Regions from separate parts of the Mus musculus genome. Here all the other regions are linked to region 1. A link is a contact called in public promoter capture Hi-C data. All regions are on one chromosome and are shown on one strand. The core of a region is the stretch at or near the end of the contact, and the rest is flanking DNA. Distances in the headings are between cores, read along the strand shown.

Evidence for each region. Promoter capture Hi-C pulls out the DNA fragments that hold promoters and counts their contacts.
Region 2: a contact with region 1 is called in a promoter capture Hi-C map of second pharyngeal arch cranial neural crest. The contact joins the promoter of 2700049A03Rik here to the promoter of Snapc1 in region 1. A contact is called at or near these places in 3 of 39 promoter capture datasets (hippocampal neurons, pre-B cells and second pharyngeal arch cranial neural crest) and 1 of 115 datasets of contacts at active chromatin or transcription factors (large pre-B cells).
Region 3: a promoter capture Hi-C map of pre-B cells shows a contact between it and region 1. The contact joins the promoter of Daam1 here to the promoter of Snapc1 in region 1. A contact is called at or near these places in 2 of 39 promoter capture datasets (cranial neural crest and pre-B cells).

Annotation. Positions count from the first base shown.
Region 1 is chr12:73,962,818-73,966,549 of GRCm38.p6, reverse strand. Snapc1 (small nuclear RNA activating complex, polypeptide 1) reads right to left here and starts at 2,053. Exons shown (of 10, transcript NM_178392.5): 1 at 1,804-2,053. The coding sequence starts at 1,988.
Region 2 is chr12:71,135,235-71,138,966 of GRCm38.p6, reverse strand. 2700049A03Rik (RIKEN cDNA 2700049A03 gene) reads right to left here and starts at 2,119. Exons shown (of 30, transcript NM_001163378.1): 1 at 929-2,119. The coding sequence starts at 1,127. Timm9 (translocase of inner mitochondrial membrane 9) reads left to right here and starts at 2,292. Exons shown (of 5, transcript NM_001286203.2): 1 at 2,292-2,412.
Region 3 is chr12:71,829,025-71,832,756 of GRCm38.p6, reverse strand. It overlaps Daam1 (dishevelled associated activator of morphogenesis 1), which reads right to left and starts at 1,689. Exons shown (of 26, transcript NM_026102.3): 1 at 1,426-1,689.

The DNA of each region.
Region 1 (3,732 bases), core at 804-3,303:
ACAGGAAGACATAATAGATTTAGATTCTTTTTAAAGATGGGGTCTCTATCTTCCAGCCCAAGCTGACCTCAAACTTGCAATTCTCCTGCCTCTTGATCGCTCTAATTAATAAGCCTCTGATACCACACTTGATAAAATTAACTTCCTCTAAGTGTCAATTTTCTTTCTTTTTATTTTTTTTGTTTTTGTTTTTTTCAAGACAAGGTTTCTGTATAGCCCTGGCTGTCCTGGAACTCACTCTGTAGACCAGGCTGGCCTCGAACTCAGAAATCCGCCTGCCTCTGCCTCCCAAGTGCTGGGATTAAAGGGGTGCGTCACCACGCCCGGCTATAAGCTTCAATTTTCTAATCTCTAAAACATGGAACACTTATACCAGCTTTTCAGAGCTCTAAGTTAAGTATATTAGATAATGAATCCATTACAGTTAGCTACATAAAATATCAGTTGTACAATAAATAATTTTTGTTGTTATTTGGGGTTTTGAGACAGTGTCTCCTGCAGAATTCTCTTTGTAGCTAGGATGGCCTTGTACTCCTGGCCTTGATTCTCCCCACATTCTGGGCATTCTCCCCACATTCTGGGCATTCTCCCCACATTCTGGGCTTAGAGGAGTGCTGCCCCAGAGCAGGTTAATTTCATCACCTGTAGTAATTTACACCTTAATTTGTAATAACTGACAATCTACATAATAGTCTAAATCAATAATATAAAAAGTTCTATTTTATTCAACAAAAGATCTATTAAGATTCCATTCAATCATTTACCCTTTTCAAGAATTTATATGGTATGGTAATTAATACAAACACCGTATTCAAACGTGGGCAAGGTGGTGAATGCCTGACCTTAGAAGGAAGAGTCAGGCAGATCTCAAGGCCAGTCTGGTATAACGGCAAGTTTCAGGCCAGCCAAAGCTACACACAATGAGGGCAAGTCTCAAAAACAAGTAAGGAATACCACATTAATCACATGGCTGTTCTCACTAAGTTCAGTCTAAGGGAGAAATCAAAGAGTAGTAATAACTCTGAACATTAATTTCACACGTCGAACCAGCTAATATATTGATTCATTTAATTCCCACACTATCATGATCTAGTTTACAGACAAAAAGGGTTGTCTCAGATCTGGGGGAGGGGGACTGGAGAGCTGTATTCAAATCCTGATGCCCAAGACCCATCATCTCCACTCTTCACCGTTATCCAAGACTGCGTCTCTAATTATGAAATATACTCTAGACGGTGAGATAAGCCCTTCGTGCTGGGGGTAGACAGAACTCGAGCCTCTCACTTAGTCCCGAAGGCCAAAAGAATTCCCTAAAGAACTGTCATTTGGGTTCAAAAATGACTGACGAAGTGGACAAGCAAAAGGAGATGGAAAATTCCCAGGCTAGGAAACGCCAGTGGAGTACCAAAAGCAACTCGAGCCAAGAGAGTGAGTGCAAGGTGTGGGCACTGGAGATGAGGCTGGGGACAGAGGTAAAGGCAGCTACTGGCTTGAATCTAGGCTTTATCCAACTAAAGGCGATACACAGAGATTCAAACCTGCACTTGCAACGTCAGTTGTTGCATGCTAAATGAATTCGTTCGTAGAGGACCCTGTGTCGGTGGGAATACTTTGTTTCTAACCGCGGATTCATTCGGCAATCAAGATTGGAGGAGGTTTGGCCTCGGATGGAGGCGGTGGAGATGCAGAGGGCCGAGCCAGCAGAGTGCAAGGGCGACCCACGGAAACCGCCAAGGCGGAGGTCGGGGATGCAGGCTGCGTTCCCCACAGGAGAGACAGGGTAGGAGGACGAGGCACACCCACCAGAAGATGGTCGCGAACTTCATGCTGCGCCAGAGCTCCGTGAAGTCCTCGAAGCGCACGCTGTCCATCTCTTGGAAGCGGCTGAGCAGCGTCTCGTAGTCAGTCTGCAGGCCCGGAGGGATCCCCACGCCTTCAACAGTTCCAGCGCCCGTGGGACGGGTCCCGGCGCCCGCAGGAGTCCCCATGCTCACTCTCTCCCGGACCCGGCTTCCCCAATGCCCAGAAGGCCCTGTAGCACCGCCCCAGTCACGTCACATCACGTACGCGCACTCCGTGACGTACTATCCGGGACCTCAAGCCCCGCCTTCATCCGGGTCTTACCTGGCGCCTGTGGCGCTTCTTGCGCGTGCGTAAATGCAAGGTGATTTTAGTCTAGGAAGCCGAACTTGGTGTGATACACGCCTTTAATTTCAGTGCTTGAGAGGCAGAGACAGGAGGATTTCTGTGATTTACAAGCCTGTCCGGTGTATGCAGCGAGTTTCAGGTCTACATAGAGAGACCCTCTAAATAAATAAATAAATAAGACCTTCAAATTAGATAAGTAGGTAGATAAAACAATAGTAGTGCCTGCTAACTATTAATCAATAGGACATGAAGACTCGATTTCTCTCTCTCTCTCTCTCTCTCTCTCTCTCTCTCTCTCTCTCTCTCTCTCTCTCTCTCTCTCCCTCCCTCCCTCCCTCCCTCCCTCCCTCCCTCTCTCTCTCTCTCTCTTTCTTTCTTTCTTCTTTTTTTTTTTTTTTCCGAGAAAGGGTTTTCTGTATATCCCTGGCTGTCCTGAAACTCATTCTGTAGATCAGGCTGGCCTAAAACTCAGAAATCCGCCTGCCTCTGCCTCAACTAACAGCCCCCAAAAGGATTTGAGGTCTTCATTGCCTCCTGACTTATGTAAACTACACTTAGCCTGCCAGTCTTCTTTAAAGTGACTCTACAGTAGCAACCACCCTAACCTCCCTCCACGTGGGAAGATGATCTAAAGAGAACTTGTTAGGGAAGGAACTCCCGTGGTTCTTCCTCATTGCCAAGATCCCCTACAGTCTATGCTTACTTGAGTGATTAATTTGTGGCTCTCCAAGTAATATGCAACCACTCTGGGCAGCAGTTGCTGTTTCCTACCGTTGTTGCCTCTGACAATCTAGCACACTGTCTGATATACTGTTTGGCTAAAGTAGCTCTCTAGAAATCCCACTTTTTAGCTTCTCCCAGGGGCTTGTTACGGGTTAGCATTCTGTATTTGAACTGTATTTCTGTTTTGAAGGCACACTAATCTTTAGAAAAGGTATTCTGGGATGTGCTTGTATGGATGCATTTATTTTATTGTTTGTAATGGTTTGTTTGTGTGTGTGTGTGTGTGTGTTTTCATGAACACACCTCCTGGCCCATGTGGAGGCCAGAAGTTGATGTCCAGTGTGTATACATATATTTTAGTTGTAGTGGGTTTTTTGGTTTGTTTTGGGTTTTTTTTTGTTTTTTTGAGACAGGGTTTCTCTGTATAGCCTTGGCTGTCCTGGAACTCACTTTGTAGACCAGGCTGGCCTCGAACTCAGAAATCCGCCTTCCTCTGCCTCCCAAGTGCAGAATTAAAGGCGTTTGCCACCACGCCCAGCTATAGTTGATTTTTAATTTTATGAAAATAGAATTGCAATCTACAACTCATATTCTTCAAAATATTTTTAAACATTCAAGATGTATCTGTGCTGCTATTTGCAGCCATAGTTCCTATTTTCACTGTTGAATTAACACTAATACTTTGTTGAATTAATACACAATTTGCCCACAGTTCCCTCTTGGAGTTTATATAAATTCCAGATTTTGCTATCATAAACAAAGCCACTACAATCACATCTCCACCTACTTTGTAAGGACAAAATACAGAAGACTTAATCAAATTTGAATTTTCATATCAACTTTAAAGCTTACTTCCTGTGA
Region 2 (3,732 bases), core at 870-3,369, 2.8 Mb after region 1:
ATAAAATGAGATGTCTTTTTTAAAAAACATTTTCAGGGACTGGAGAGATGGCAGAGCAAGATAAAAGTGCTTGCTGATCTTGCAAAGGACTGGAGATTGGAATCTCCTGTAGACGGCTCCCAATCACCTGTTAAGTCTAGCTCTAGGTAGATTTAGCTACTCTGGCTGCCATGGGCACCTGAACTCGTTTCCAGACACCTACACATAGACACACAATTGAAAGTGGTATTTTTGAAAACCCTAAAAGATATTTTATCCAATGCAGAAAAAAAAAAAAATATGAGACTTACCAGAACAAACCTTGTATATAGCCAGGCATGGTAATGCATGCCTTAATCCCAGAATTCAAGAGGCAGATTTCTGTGAGATCAAGGCCAATCAGGACAAGGGAAAACTTGTCTCAAAACCAAAAAACACTAGATTGATATAAAACTCTGATTTAACAGACAGCCTATGCCTTTAATCCCAGCACTCGGGAGGCAGAGGTGCACAAGAGGAAATAGTCAAGTCTCTCTCATTCTACATGCTGAATCCTATTTCCCCAGGGAACCAAGTTACTTTTCAAACATCTTTACAAACCAGACTTGTATCTTACATTTTTGAATGTAAACACTGACTCCTTTAAATTTGGGGGAATGCACAACTCAAAATAGTGATAAAGACTAATGACTTATAAAAAAAGGAAACTGGCTGGGCAGTGGTGGCGCACGCCTTTAATCCCAGCACTTGGGAGGCAGAGGCAGGTGGATTTCTGAGTTCGAGGACAGCCTAGTCTACAGAGTGAGTTCCAGGACAGCCAGAGCTGCACAGAGAAACCCTGTCTCGGAAGAGAGAGAGAGAGAGAGAGGGAGAGAGAGAGAGAGAGAGAGAGAGAGAGAGAGAGAAAACGTAAACTGGGTGGGAAACTGAAACATTTGGAATCACATACCACATAACGTTCCATTAGAACTAGTCCTCGTTTCAACAGCAAGACGTTTATTTGCAGCCAGGGCTGGAGGAACACGGGGCAGCTCATCTTCCACCACAGCCAATTTATTCCCTTGGTTTGGAGAAACAATCTCTCGCAGTTTCCTCGCTGGCATTTTAAGCCTTTGCCCCCTTTCCAGGCTAAACTCAACGTTTTTCATCTGGTTAGTCACAAATCAAGTCCCGCCGTTCTTAACAGAGGGAATTCTAGCTTCTCAAAACTTAAGGACGCAGTTTCTCCTTGAGTACCAGGAAAAGAAGTAATGGTGGAAGTGAATTTGAAAAACACCTGAGTTCCAAAAATAATTATGAAGCAGTCATTAACTTAGAAAGTCTATAGGCAAAATATCCATAAAGCTGTAAATTTCGATTTTGACATTTAATCCAGGGCTAAATACGACAAAAACAAAAAACAAAACAAAACAAAAAGTCTTGATCCCACTGAGTCTGTTAATGCATCGAAGAAATAAATTTCAAAGGAATTATGCCAAGAGCAAAAGAGAAGCCACGGGAACCGTAATAAAAACGCACTCCTCCAAACCCAGAGCTGCAGCTGAAAACCCCAACAGACGTGGAGGCGGGGTTAGGATTTGTTAAGGAGACCCAGACGAGCAGGCAACGTTAAAATCGTGTTTTTTAAAACACCACCCTCATAAGAGCTTAGTAGATTTCTTTCTACGAGTCAGGACGCAATTTCGGACACCTCAACTTAGTCTTCAGAGTCTCCACAGAGTCCGGCACACACGCCGTCTTGATTTTGATAGAATAACAGCTTCGGTTGTTCGCGGGTCAATACCGTCTTCCCCGAAAACCCGCCCTTGAGCGTCAGCACGCATGCGCGCAAAGATCCAACCCCCCCCCCCCCGACCGGAACGGGAGTGCTCTGGTGCTCTTCCATTCGTGTCCGGGTGGAAACAAACTCCCAACATAAAAGACTGCCAGGAGATGTGACTTTTTTTTTTTAAAGGCAGAATATCGCCTTTATGTTTGGACACAGTACTAAGTATTCCTAGAGGAATGGCGAATTCTCGATTAGCCCATAAACACTTTTGTTTATCAAGGGTTATTTACACTGTAGGAACTGCAGACCGTTAGAAACCTAGTAGGTTAAGCATATTAGGCTTTCTAGAAATTTCGACAGATTCCGTTGCCGTGGAAAAGGAAGTGAAAAGTACAGAGAGCACTGACGAACAGATAATCACAAAAGTTAATTCTTAGATGATTTTTAGAATTTGCTTGGGCACTTGCTTTTCTTCCTACATTTTCCCACGTGGTAACGAATCTGCGTCTAAGGGTCTGAAGCCATGCTTGACATCACTGCCCCCACGTGTTCTCAGCTTTCCGCGGCGCGGCGCTCGCTCTGTACTGACCCTCCGAGCTCACACGCTACCTGCCCCGCAGCTCTTCAGCCCGGTCCCGGTGTCAGAGGCGAGATCCTGTGGCTAAGTATGGTCCCTTTCCTCTGCTTTCATAATCCCGGGTTCGCGGCCAGTGGGGTGACAGCCTTCACTCGGGAAAGGGAGCGGGCAGGTACCCCGGAGGGAGACGCCGCGTGCACGCGGGTCGTGGGGCTGCGCAACCGGCAGCGCGGCGCAGCGGGAGGCCAGCCGTGTCCCGGAGGCCTTGTCACCCCGAGGGTGGGGACCCTAGGCCCCGAGACACCGCCCACCCGGGACTGGATCGCTTGGGGGCACGCTTTGAGATTACAAGGTAGCCAGCCACTCGATGACCTTGAGCTGTCAGACAGGAGCCCCTTTACTGAAAATCTAGACTTCCTCGGCTCTTACCCTGTCTGCACACTATGCCTTATGTCATTAGGTACAAGGGCTCGCACCCTTCCCAGGTCTCATATTGGAGAACGCACTGCTTAGAGCTTTCCCATTACGCCTTGCTAGAAGCTTTTAAAATGTATTTTTTTAAAGTATAATAGATTAATCATTTTTCTACCTATTACATTTTCTCTTGTTGTAGATTTATCTGTTGGTTCATGATTTGTTGTATAAGTGTATTAAAAGACCGAATGGCAATGTCAGAGCTGCAAGAGACCTTAGGGATGAATTAACTTCTGTAATTTCTATATAAAAGTTAGATATGAAAAAAAATGACCTTTCCCCTCTAATTTCAAAACGCTGAGCAACTGCAACAGCAATCAGTAAAGTGACCTGAGTAAATAATTTGTAACGAATGTCAGACCTGGGACTCCACCCCCCAAGTAGCGTGGTTCTCATCTTCCTTGAGGCTAGACTTTGAATCGGGAAACAATAGGAATTCATTTTCAAGTGCTTTTAGCTATGATTAACACTGAGTTAATTAAGAGTTGCCTGTAATGCTGGGTGTAGTGGCAGCCTTTAGGCCTAGCTACAAAGAGCTCCAAGACAGCTGGGGCTACATAGAGAAACCCTGTCGAAAGAGATAGAGAGAGAGAGAAAGAAAGAGAGAAAGACAAAAAAAAAAAAAAAAAAACAACCTTGTCTGTTCATCCCACAACCTAACTAAACCTGCAAATAATCTAAAGGATCATGTGAAAAATAATAAGATAATAAAATAAAAAAATTTCTATTAAGTATTTGAACTCTCAAAATAAACACTGACTTATAGCCTCTGAACAAAAAATAGTTTAGGGGATTATTATTCTTTTTGTCAACATTTTTTTAACTATGTTTCTCCCCCCCACCTCATTTTCACATCAAGTTCCCCTCACCCTTCCCTAAATACATCTGTAGATACACTTTGTTTCACTGAAGCATTTGTAAATAAGTTTCAGAC
Region 3 (3,732 bases), core at 440-2,939, 2.1 Mb after region 1:
CACTCGTTGGAGGAAAAACATCTTCCAAATTTAGTTTACCTTAGAACAAAAGCCCCAGACAATTCGCTTTGAGATGATGTATAGGCACATGGGAGGGGACAGGTCCAAAAATATGGTGTCCAAGCTATGTAGGAAAGAATATGGGGGAGTCCCAGAGCTGCTAGGAGGGTGAGGAAGAGGGAGCAGCTGGGCCCAGGGCAAACATTTGACCACACCCCCCCGACCACACCCTCCCAGCTGCCCGCAGAGCCACAACGAATTGAAACAGCAGTGCGAGCTGTTAAGATTCCAAAGGCAGAAGTCGCCATGGCAACCGGATTCGTCTTGCAGGCAAACTATGCTTCAATTCACTAGGTCCGGCTCAAATCTCAAGAAACTACCAATTCAATGGGGGCAAAACGGTCACGGGCAGCATTTGCTCTGGATGCTCTCCCAACATTGACGGTGGAGGAGAGAGACTGAGAGGAGGAATCTATTTCTGAGCACAGTAAAACATTTTATGGGGAGGGGACAGAACGTCCCAAACCTTGATTGTAAGCAACGTGCAAAGGACCGTAGAAGGGTTTGATGAATGTGAGTAAATGAACGAATGGAGCTGACGCAAAAAGGGAAAAGAAAAGCCAGAAGACTTTCGAGTTGTCCAGCCGGGCCGGGTCCGGTCGGGTCGGGCCCGGCCTCGCCTCGCCCTGCTCTCCTCTCTAGTCAGAAGACAAGCCAATCCCAAACAGCTGGTTTGGGCACCAGTTAGATAAACCCGATTATCCAGCCCTCCTGCCCCCACAGCGAACCTTATCATTAGGTTATCCACCACCCCATCACCACCATGGTTCTAAGGAGAGCGTTTAGCCCACGCCCAGGTGCCCTTTGCAGGGCTCCATTTGGCAGAGCCAAGACTGCGATACGCCCCTCGAAGCAGGACGCGGGGAACCCCATCCAGTCCCCCGGAGACGCAGCCTCCCCGCGCCGCAGCTAGCCGCCGGCTCGCGGCCTCCGCAATGCCAGGTTTCCTTCTTCTCTCTGCACACAGTAAACTCGGAGACTGCCTGGATTAGTCAGCCCCTCCGTTTTGAGTATGACTTGACCCGAAGGTGATAGGAATGGTAGGGGAATCGCGGTCACGGCCATGCCCACGGATCTTACAGAGCCAGCGGCCCAGGAGCGCCGCCCGCTGCCGCAGCTCCCTCAGCCCTGGCCCCGGGGAGCCTGTGGCCGGGAAGAAGAGAGATGTACCCGGCCGGCTCCACGGCCACCGAGCGCCTCGGAAAGAAAGAAGGGAGGGACCCCATCCTCGGGGATGCCTTCCTTCAGGCTCGCCTCGCTCCGAGCCGTGCTGCAGCCATTTTCCAAAGCCTAGATTGGCAGCTCGTAGCTGTCTCGGTCCTGTTCCCACCCAAACCCAACCTGAAGGACGAGTTTAATATTTACCTACTGGCCCCGGAGCTCCGGGAAGCAGCAGGAGGGCGCGCCGCGACAGCGCGAAGAACCAGCACGCCCACCCCGCGCCACGGTGCGGTGCCGCTAATGAATGAGTGCGGCGGGCGAGCCGAGGAGTCCCCTCACCTGAGCAGCCGCTGCATGCTGGAAAGGCCGCTCTGCGCTCCCGGTACAATGGGATCCGGTTAAACAGTTCCCTTCACAGCCGCTCGTAGGTTACCAACTCGCAGGTGACATCACCCTCGTCTCCTCTGATAGGACACAAGGTGGCACCCACTGCGCATGGACGCTTTGACTCGCCTTTAGGATTCTGGATGTTGTAGTCCTAGTCCTACAGACAGAGCCGAAACAGTCTCTCCATCCTCACGCTCAGGAACTACATTTACCGAGGTGCATCTCTGTCCCTCTGTGCCAGCCCCCTCCCCGCCCCCCAGACCCGCCCCCTCCCCGCCCTCCAGTTTAGCAGAACCAGTGGTGGTCAGTCAGAAGCCTAGGGGCATAATGTTTGGGGAAGAGGGCGAGGCACCCAGCGGCCGTGCCCTTTGACTTGACCTCTGATCCTGCCAGCGGGTAGGCTGCAGGACCAAGGGGCGTCCTGAACTCGCGCACACCCGCCAGGCACTTCTGTTCGGTTGGGCTCTCCTGCCCCCATCTGGGAAGGGTCCATAAAAGCCTTTCTCTTCCTTCCCTGCTCAAAACCACTAATTCATAGGACTCCAGGGGTTCTGGGTTGAATACTGAATCAGTATTTCCTCACATCCCCAAGGATCAAACAACGCCAGCCGCGGAAAAAAAGGAATCTCCTTGAACCACACTTTGGGTTAGTTCACCTTCCTCCTCTCTTTCCTTTTTTCCCTTTTAAACCAAGACCGAGTCGAGTGGTCAAGAAGAAAGCTGGGGACAACTTAGTTGGCTAACCTGAGAAAAACCGGCGGCTGTCACTAATGAAAATGCTGTGTAATAGAAGACAGAGACAGTCACCACAATCCTGCGTCTGAAAGCCTGCTGCTGTGGAGATAAAACTATCGAACAGCCATGCTTTTGTTCATCCCTTTAGGGACTTCCCGCTCTGGTGGCTCTCAGCTCCTCCGAAGATAACATGCATATCTCAAAGTTTTAGTTAATTACTCATATATAAAATTTTAAAATCCACAACACTCCCTCCACCCTTGTTCCCCGCACATTTCCTTTCAAAAATATAAAAATTTTAAGACCTTTAAGCAAACAGTACCCTTCAAGGATTGCCCCCGATCTTCAGACACTTTTATGTGTATTCAAGTGTTAGCAAAGGGTGTGAAGTGAAATTCTGACCCTTCTGGAAGATTTTGGTTTTAATACATAAAAGTTTTCGGTTTCATGATCTCATTCAATAACACCAAAGGTGAGAAACTTAAATAGAGGGAACAAATGTCCAAGTGTGTGTGTGTGTGTTTGGGGGTGGGGGGGGCTGTATTCATTCCACTCTCAATGGCACTGCTGTGATCAGCTCACACGCCCTCTTCCACCAGCAAAATTAAGATTTTGCTTCTCAGGAAATGAAGACTGACAATTAAAATTTCCAACTACTCTTCACCTAATTGCTGGTGGAATATCACATCACTACTTATCTTCCCTTTTCTGCTTCAAACACTAAGGCTCAAGTGAAATACGTTCTTGGAACTAGAGGAGCATCTCAGAGGAGAGGGAAAATGATGGGTTTTTTTGTTTGTTTGTTTGTTTGTTTGTTTGATTTTTGGGTTTTTTTTTTTTTTGTGTGTGTGAAAGAGGAGGTTGCTGTTGGATTCTGATCGTCTTTTGACAAGCCTATTCTGTACAGAGCAGAACCGTTTGTCTCCACAGAAGCAGGATATAACTTTGTTGCTCTTCTGATCTATTCTATTTCAAATATCTGAAGTGGAACCTAGACAACACAATTGTTCCTTTGGCCATCAGAACAAGGGTACAAGCGGTGATGCTCCAACTAATGGGTAGGCTTAATGTATTGTTCAATTGGCTGTGGGAAAATATTCAGAAAGAAACCCAACCTCACATGGTTCTAAATGTTCCCCCAATCTTATAACTGTGGAAAGCTTTTAGGTGGAAACATAATCAGTGAGCTTGGATTTTACTGAGTCAATAAACTGAACTCGGAGCCTCTCTATCAGGCAAGGTTTGTCCTTAGAGATGAAAGCATGCTGTTAAGGCACTCAGAGAAATAATTTTATAGAAGAAATGCCCTCTCTGCAAGCTCTCTTAGTTCTCTGCAATAAAAAGGAATAAACTCTTGCTCAAAGGAAAAAAAAATCCCTTCTCTATAAC